2 separate regions of the Danio rerio genome follow, and region 2 is linked to region 1. Evidence: chromatin contacts called from public HiCAR-type data. All regions are on one chromosome and are shown on one strand. Each heading gives the region's core, a stretch centred on a gene start, on an enhancer-like site or on the middle of the called end of the contact. The rest is flanking DNA. Distances are from core to core; before and after follow the strand shown.

Evidence for each region. HiCAR-type assays count read pairs that join an accessible place to other places.
Region 2: a HiCAR-type map of caudal fin shows a contact between it and region 1, with 6 times the contacts expected there. The contact joins the promoter of LOC100001344 here to the promoter of LOC561565 in region 1. A contact is called at or near these places in 1 of 18 Hi-C or Micro-C datasets (an unstated tissue) and 1 of 4 datasets of contacts at active chromatin or transcription factors (caudal fin).

What each region holds. Positions count from the first base shown.
Region 1 is chr5:33,652,086-33,656,264 of GRCz12tu, forward strand. It overlaps LOC561565 (neuropeptide FF receptor 2), which reads left to right and starts at 2,581. Exons shown (of 5, transcript XM_073952339.1): 1 at 2,581-2,680. It overlaps glipr2 (GLI pathogenesis-related 2), which reads right to left. Exons shown (of 13, transcript NM_001423664.1): 3 at 3,864-4,073; 4 at 2,583-2,660; 5 at 2,306-2,488; 6 at 1,721-1,819; 7 at 1,365-1,577; 8 at 1,070-1,147; 9 at 814-996; 10 at 308-430.
Region 2 is chr5:33,833,908-33,838,165 of GRCz12tu, forward strand. LOC100001344 reads right to left here and starts at 2,812. Exons shown (of 6, transcript NM_001110226.1): 1 at 2,729-2,812. The coding sequence starts at 2,812.

The sequences.
Region 1 (4,179 bases), core at 1,331-3,830:
CTTAAATGTTTCACTCTTTGAAGGTGTAAGGATCTCAAGGATGATCAGAAGAAATGGACAGCAGCTGAGTTAAATATATGAGTGTCTGTATACTTAGGACCAAGTGATATTTCAGTTTTTCTTTTATTAATAAATCTAAAAAAATGTCAACATTTCTATGTTTTTTTTCTGTCAGTATGGGGCGCTGTGTGTACATTAATGAGGAAAAAAATATCTAAATGATCTTTAAGTCTAAAAATTTAAGAGGCTATGAATACTTTCCATACCTATTGTATATATACATTTGAGTACTTATCTGAGTGCTTACTCTCTGAGTGGCTGCTCTGTGGAGAATGAGTCTTCGGTGGTGCTGGTCCAACACTGTGAGATGATGAAGGCAACAGGTTGGACGTAATGCTAAGGGCACCACGAGCTTGTCCAACTTTGTCCACTGAACACCAAAATTAAATAGGCTTAAAATTATTGGGAGTATCATTCAAGCATCATATCATAGTGTCATGGTCACCATCAATCCAGCATGTGCAGTAACACTATTATGCTGGTACTCCTGTACCTTGTTCACCAGCCTAGACCACAGCTCGAGTTTCATTTCAATCACGCACGGTTCCTCTCCAGGGAAATCTTTAGTAAAAAGGGAAAGATTTATGCATGTCTATTGCCCCCTCTGTAGTTTTTCAGCGATCTGCACGAGCTGGATCGCTGGTGACCATGACACATAGACTGCCTGGCCAAAAATATTATTATTACTTAGTCACATGTTTGTTCTACAATAAACTCTATACAATTTTACATAGAAAGCACCTGTAGACTCACCAGGTGGGGTGGCTTTGAGGTCTACTTTGGATCCCCCCGGTAGGACATTTCTCTCAAAATAACCTGCATTTGTGATGTTACCTCCTGGAAGGTACTGTCCCACCACAAAACTTGTGCTTCCATCAGTGGCTAGTCCAACTCCCAACTCTTTTGAGTCCTTCCACACCACCTGTGTGAAGTGACCTGGGGAAAGAACCAGATGTGAGTAAAGAGACCAGAACTGACCCCAACCCAGAGCGTTTACACAAACATTCACCTGTTTTAGAGGAGAATCCAGGCCTGCTGAAGTTGTACTCTTTAATTTCATTGTACCAGCTTTCCACTGCCTCACGTCCTGTATCAATTAACAAACTGTGATGGTAAAAACATGCAAACTAAATAATAATAATTGCAAACTAAAAACTAAAAAGCAAACTAAATCAATGACATAATGCTCATTTAAAAAAAAAACATATTCTCAGTATTATGCAAAAGACTTCTAAGACAGAGAGGTGAGCAAATGAAACATTAGTAAATGTTTTGATATTGTCGAGCTGTCACTAAACTCTGACCTGTGAGTTTTTTGTTAGCCGAGTTATAAGCATAATACACATTTTCTCCATGGTCTCCGTTGCTGTGCATGAGAGTCCTGATTGACAGCAGATGCTCTGCCCACTTTTGTGCAGAGCGGCTCAGGTTTATGTTTATGGTAAGGGGTGGAGCTCCATGATGTTTTCGATATGCATTGTGGGTCTGCAAGAACTCTGCCTCAAAACTGCTTTCTGCTGCAAATGAATATAAAGGATTTTTTATTGCAATGAAAAATACAACAAAGGTGCACATGCTGAGATTTAAAAACGTCAAAGACAATGTTACGCATGTTTGCCTTTATGCAAAGAACAAGGATGTATAAAAAAATTTACTGTACCTTTGCCCTCTGGTGTTGGTTTTTCAGCAATGTGAGGCACTGAGGGCACTTTGTTTGAATGAATGCCTGATGAACCATGAGCTTGTTCCACTTTGTGAGCTGAATGTTGCCAGATATATCAAACATTTATTATAGTTAACAGCTTTTCATCAACACCTCTGTCTTTTACAATATTCACAATTCAAATATAACATTTAAACTATGATTTATCATTGTTATTACTTATTTCATGATAACAATTTGTTAAATTTAATAAGTAATTATTGTCAAATTAATATTATTAATGTGTATAAATAGACCATTTTGAGGGATGTAAACAAAAACAATTGTCCTAATGCGTTTCTTGTTTAAAATCTTTAATTTCTATAACTTCAGAGAATACAAAAAGCTTCACATATTGATAATGTTCTGATAGCTGTTTTAATGTTGAGTTATGATTGAATTGCCTCTTGTTACAGTTCTCAAATAGTTTGATAACAAGATGGAAACGCTCATGGGCCAATGACATCTCCACATTGAAATGGTCTATACAGGAAAATATAGATGGATAACAACGTGAAGTAATTCACTAGAAAGTGTACTCACTTGCACCAGTGGACTTTTGATCTAGTTTAGAGCCAGTCGGCAGGACATTTTTTTCAAAATAACCTGCATTTGCGATGTTTCCAGCGGGAAGGTACTGACCCACGACAAAAATTGTGTTCCCATCAGTGGCCAGTCCAACTCCCAACTCTTTTGTGTCCTTCCACACCACCTGTGTGAAGTGACCTGGAGAAACCACTAGGAGTCAGTGTTGCAAAGGAGACCCGTACAAACTAAGCGTTTAACCACCACAGAATGTGTTGGCTGCTTGTACATTCACCTGTTTTGGAGCTAAATCCTGGCCTACTGAAGTTGTAGTCTTTAATTTCACCGTACCAGCTGTCCACTGCCTCATGTCCTTTAAAAAGTTAGGGAAAGGTATGTAACCTACTGTTTCCACATATAAAACAACACAGATGCTTTATATCATTTGCTTATTTTTATTTGTAGTACATAAGAAATCACATGGCCTGTTCACACAAACCAATCCAATAGATTATAAAATCTTGTATGTTTCTTTGTCTGCTCCATTGTATTGTACTGTAGGTCTAGCCAAGGAATCAAACCTAAAGTTTAGTTATAGCTTTTAATATGAGCATTTGAGTCTTATATGGTTATTGATATAATACATTTAGAAGATGTGTGCATTCAAAACTTGGATGGATAAATTATTTTGATAACATCACCCTGCATTTCAACTTGTGCCATTTACCGTTCTCTATAATCTGAAGTGTCCCTCACTCTACAATATGAAGAGAGAAAAGCTGTGGCTGAAATTGGTCACTTGATATCACTGTTCTTAATATGGACAATGGTAACGTTACATGATGCACTATATAAGGGACAAACGAATAATACAGTGGGAAGGTGTGGCTTGATATGACTTTATACCATTTTTGTGGTAAATAACAAGTCGACACAACTTGTTAACCATACCATGATGGCAAACATTTCTGTGTATCTGTAGTCAAATGTGGCATCTATTTATACAGCTCTATGATTATTGTCCTGTAAAGGGAGACACAAACGGATTCAAATTGGACCCAAACTCAGATTTTGAGTGCTCATGATATGACGGTCATTATGAGTGATAAGGAATAAACATTGTGGGAGGGTTCAATTTGGAAGGGCTCATCCCTATACCCTAATCCTTTCAAAGGGTCCCTCTGAAGAGATCAGGGAGATATTTCTCAACTTTGTTCCTGAAAGACCACCTAGATTGCATGTTTTGGATGTCTCTTTTGTCATTCACACCCATTAAAGGTCAGCTGATGTTCAGAATCGGGTGTGTTTGGTTAAGGAGACATGGAATATGTGCAGGGCTGGTAGTCCTCCTGGAACATGGTTGAGAAACACTGGATTATGGCATAGGTAGAGCCCTTCTGAATTGAGTGTAGTGTGTGACACTAACAACTTCAGTTGTATTTTTCAAAATTTTTCATTCCTTAAGGGCCCTTTGGAGTGTCCAGTTTTGAGCATTTTGGTTTGCAGTGAGGTCATTATTTTTCATGCTGATATTTCCGTTTGGAATGGACCATCTAATTGCAAGTAGTAAACTGACCTGTGAGTTTTTTGTTAGCTGAACTCCAAGCATAATACAAATTTTCTCCGTAGCCCTTGTTGCTGTGTGCGAGTGTTTTGGTTGAAAGCAGATGCTCCGCCCACTGCTGTGCGGAGCGGCACAGGTTTTTGTTAAAGGTGAGGGGCGGAGCTCCGTGCTGTTTGCGGTAGGCATTGTGCACCTGTAGGAACTCGGCCTCAAAACTGCTGCCTGCAGAGAGGAGCACAGAGATTTACAGTGTGCTGAAACAAATATATATACACAATTTATTTATTGTATAAATATTAAATTTGATCAGACTTAAAAGGATAGTTCA
Region 2 (4,258 bases), core at 1,562-4,061, 180 kb after region 1:
AAAATAAAAAATATACAGTTGAAGTCAGAATTATTAGCCCCTCTTTTTAATTTTATTTTTAAATATTTCCCAAATGATTTTTAACAGAGCAAGAAAATTTTCACAGTGTGTCTGTTAATTTTTTTTTTTTCTGGAGAAAGTCTTATTTGTTTTATTTTGGCTAGAATAAAAGCAGTTTTAAATTTTTTTACTAAACATTTTAAGGTCAAAAATATTAGCCCCTTTAAGCTAGGTTTTTTCGAATGTCTACAGAACAAACCATCTTTATACAATAACTTGCCTAATTACCCTACTTGCCTAATTAACCTAGTTAAGCCTTAAAATGTCACTTTAAGCTCAATTAAAGCATCTTGAAAATTATCCAGTAAAATATTATTTACTGTCATCATGGCAAAGAAAAAATAAATCAGATATTAGAAATGAGTTATTAAGACTTTTATGCTTAGAAATTTGTTGAAAAAAATCTCTCCGTTAAACAGAAATTGGGGAAAAATAAACAGGGGGGCTAAAAATTCTAACTTAAACTGTATTTACAGATGAAGTATTTAACAGAATTGTTAGCCCCTTTCATTTTTTTCTTCTTTTTTTAAATATATCCCAAATTATGTTTAACAGAGGAATAAAATGTTCACAGTATGTCTGATAATATTTTTTTCTTCTGGAAAAAGTCTTATTTGTTTCATTTCAGCTAGAAAAATGCAGTTTTAAATTGTTTAAAAGCCATTTAAAGGTCAAAATTATTAGCCCATTTAAGCTTTATTTGTTTTTGTTTTGAGTCTACAGAACAAACCATTGTTATACAATAACTTGCCTAATTACCCTAACCTGCCTAGTTACCCTCATTAGTTAAGCCTTTAAATGTCACTTTAAGCTGTATAGAAGTGTCTTGAAAATATCTAGTAAAAATATTATTTACTGTCATCATGGCAAAGATAAAATAAATAAGTTATTAGAAAGGAGTTATTAAAACTATTATGTTTAGAAATGTGTTAAAAAAATCTCTCTGTTAAACAGAAATTGAGAAGAAAAAATATATATATAAATATATAAAAATATATATATAAATACATATATACGGAACTCTTATGTCATAAGATTTATTGTTGCATTTTTTTTCCATTATTGTGCAGCCCAAGTCTCATAGCCAATAGAAATCACAGATTGCATTATGCAAATTTGCAACAGATCTGCATAGGCCAGTAACAGAAGTGAAACTGAAATAGCTAAAGACTTCAGCAGTTCAAGTCAAGTTTCAGCAGTTCAGAATGCTTTCTTTTAATGAGATGATAATACCTATTTGCTGCGAGCTTAGATCTTTGAAAGTTTGTAGACGTTTTGCATTCACAAACAGCCACAGTATACTACACACTGCATGTAAGGTAATAAGCATAACTATTAACTCTAAAATGAAGCATTGTGCTGTAGAAACGTCAGAAGTTAAAGGTTTTTGCATGGCACTGTAGATCATTTTTATTATTTAGCATTGCATTAAAGAGTCTGGTGAACTTTCTGCCCTTTCCAACTACGTCTAGCTCCAAAATGACAGACCATCATTATCTCGTCTCACCAGGCAAGCTGCCTTCAATCTTCAGTCCCCTCTAATACGAGCAGCTGCTTTCACTTCCATTTAATATTTGATAAAGCATCACTTAACAATGTGCCACGAGCTCAGGATGATCCCGCACTGGGAAAGCAGGAGCCGCTGGTACTCTGATCTTCATTCCAATTGTGAATGGAATGATTGACGTTTACGGAGATACCGATCTCCGGCCAGCGCGCCTGACATAACGGTGACGTACGGTTCACCACACACACACACAGCGCTCACCGAACATGCTCCAATAAACACGAGACTAGACGCTCATCAACATGCACACTGTTCACGTGTAAGAACAAGCAAATGCGGATTGCGCTCAGTGTCTGTGATGCCAAGTCTGTGTTTTACACAAAAGCAATTAAAGTGCAGTGATATGCCTGCCGCAGCCACTGCTGGCACAGAGAGCATATCAGGGAGAGATGAAATATGAATTCAGAGTATGACGCTATGCAGGCAATGCCAGTCTTTGATGTCTAAATCGCACACACACAATGCGTTCCCAATCGCTTAAATGCAAAGAAAGCAGACAAACCGAGACGCAATTGCACTGACGTGAGAAAACAACCCCAATCACGGAGAGGCACGTCTCATGCAACATCCAGAGAAATATGAAAAGCGTGAGCGCGCACAAAAACACACGGAAAGCATTTATTCACACGTACCCCAGGGGACCATGTGGAAGGAAGGAGGCCTAATAATCAACAGCATAATAATGGAATGCACACACACACATACACAGGCGCACACACACAAACTCGCATGCACAGGCGCACAACTGTGCCGCTGCACACAAAACATGCAGAAAGCGCATTCACAAAAGTCTATACTTGAAGCAACACGCCAAAACCCCTTTCACGCTACACACGTCTATTCCAGTAACCTCTACAAAGAAAAAAAAGAGGTGTCAGGATGCACACAACCGATTTGTCTGGGCAATGTTTCCCTTCACCAGACACAGATCACACCTACACACACACACACACCCTCTCTCACTTTCTGTCTGTGTGCCCATGTGCTGAAGCCTGGTGTGATTGCATGCTCTATGCGCAGGAGAGAGAGAGAGAGAGAGAGAGAGAGAGAGAGAGAGAGAGAGAGAGAGAGAGAGAGAGAGAGAGGAAGAGGGTGATTTACCTGACTGTGGTCTCCAGGCTGGCTCCAGTCTGGAGGAGAGAGAATTAGCAAACCAGCATTGCAGCGCGCAGCCAGTCTCTTCATCAGCTGATCACTCAAAACCCACAGCCCGAAAGGGGGGCGAAAAGCGCCCAGCTTTTCATACACAAATCAATTGCCGTTAGGATGTTGAGAGAGAGAGAGAGAGAGAGAGAGAGAGAGCAGAGAGAAAGGAATAACTGCGAGATGCCTTTCTGCTAGTTTGTCCCCGTGGAAAGGCCTGCAGCTCGCTTTTCTCTCTCTCTCTCTCTCTCTTTCTCCCTCCTTTTCTCTCTCACTCACTGCATGTTTTAATATCGACTGTCGCAATCTGGTTTCTTTTCCTTTTTTCCCTTTCCCCTCTCCCTCTCTTTTATGCTCTCGTTCTGTCTTTTTTAAAACGCCCCTCTGTTAAAAGAAGCCGGGCTCCATTTTTGTGCCTATGCAGATGGTTTTCTGCAAGCTTTTCTGACATCTTGAGAGAATTCCAGGGTAGTTAATGCTGTGTCGAACACACTCTCACACACACACACACAAAAAAGAAAAACAACTGGCTAATGGCATGTTTATTTCTGTGTCTGGGAGCTTTTACAACATAAAAGAGCATGGGGATTCTGGTCAAATCATTTGGGGCTATAAATATTACCAGATAGTCTAGAACATAATAGGTTCTGTCTGCTTCACATCGAGAATCGAGATGAACAAATCATAAAGCAGCTTCCCGTGTAGCATATGTTTAATTATTCTTATGCCGTGTTGGTTTTAAAGGCTCAGTGGTATCCTAAAATCAAATATGTTTGGTCGATGTTAGACCTAAAGGACTTGAATGAACTGGTATGGCTGTGAAAATGTTTGGTAATGAGATATAATGCTCAAGTCTAACATAAGTAAAGATATAAATCCGAATGTAGAATATCAATGAAACAAAAAAAAATCATCTTGTGTCTAAATTACGCAACTCTTAAAAACAAATGTTCCTAAAGGATGTTTTTGTACTGATGCCATCGAAGATTTTTCATTTTGGGTTTTATAAAGATCCTCTATATGATGAACAGATTTTATTTTATTAGTCTGAGGAACATTCTTGTAATCTAATTCAACATTTTTCACTATAAAAAAAATCAAAAATGAAAATGTTTCATGAATGATAAAGTTTACATTTATTTTATACTGTTTATATAAGAGTGTTTCTCATACATCTACTTAAAATTCATTTCAACAACATAGTGCACTGCTAAAATGCTTTTATTACTTTTTTACAGTTTTTTTTTTTGTATTTTTTTAGTCCAAATATCTAAAAACTCTTATATTAAGTATTTTCTAGACAAGCAAAACATAATGTCTTATTTTCAGAAATAATATGCCAATATTAAGTGAGTTTTTCCTTAAAACAAGCAAAACAATCTAGTTTTTCCTTTTGACATAAGATTATTTTGCTTACCCCATTGACAGATTATTTTGCTTGTTTTAAGGAAAAACTCACTTAATATTGGCATATTATTTCTGAAAACA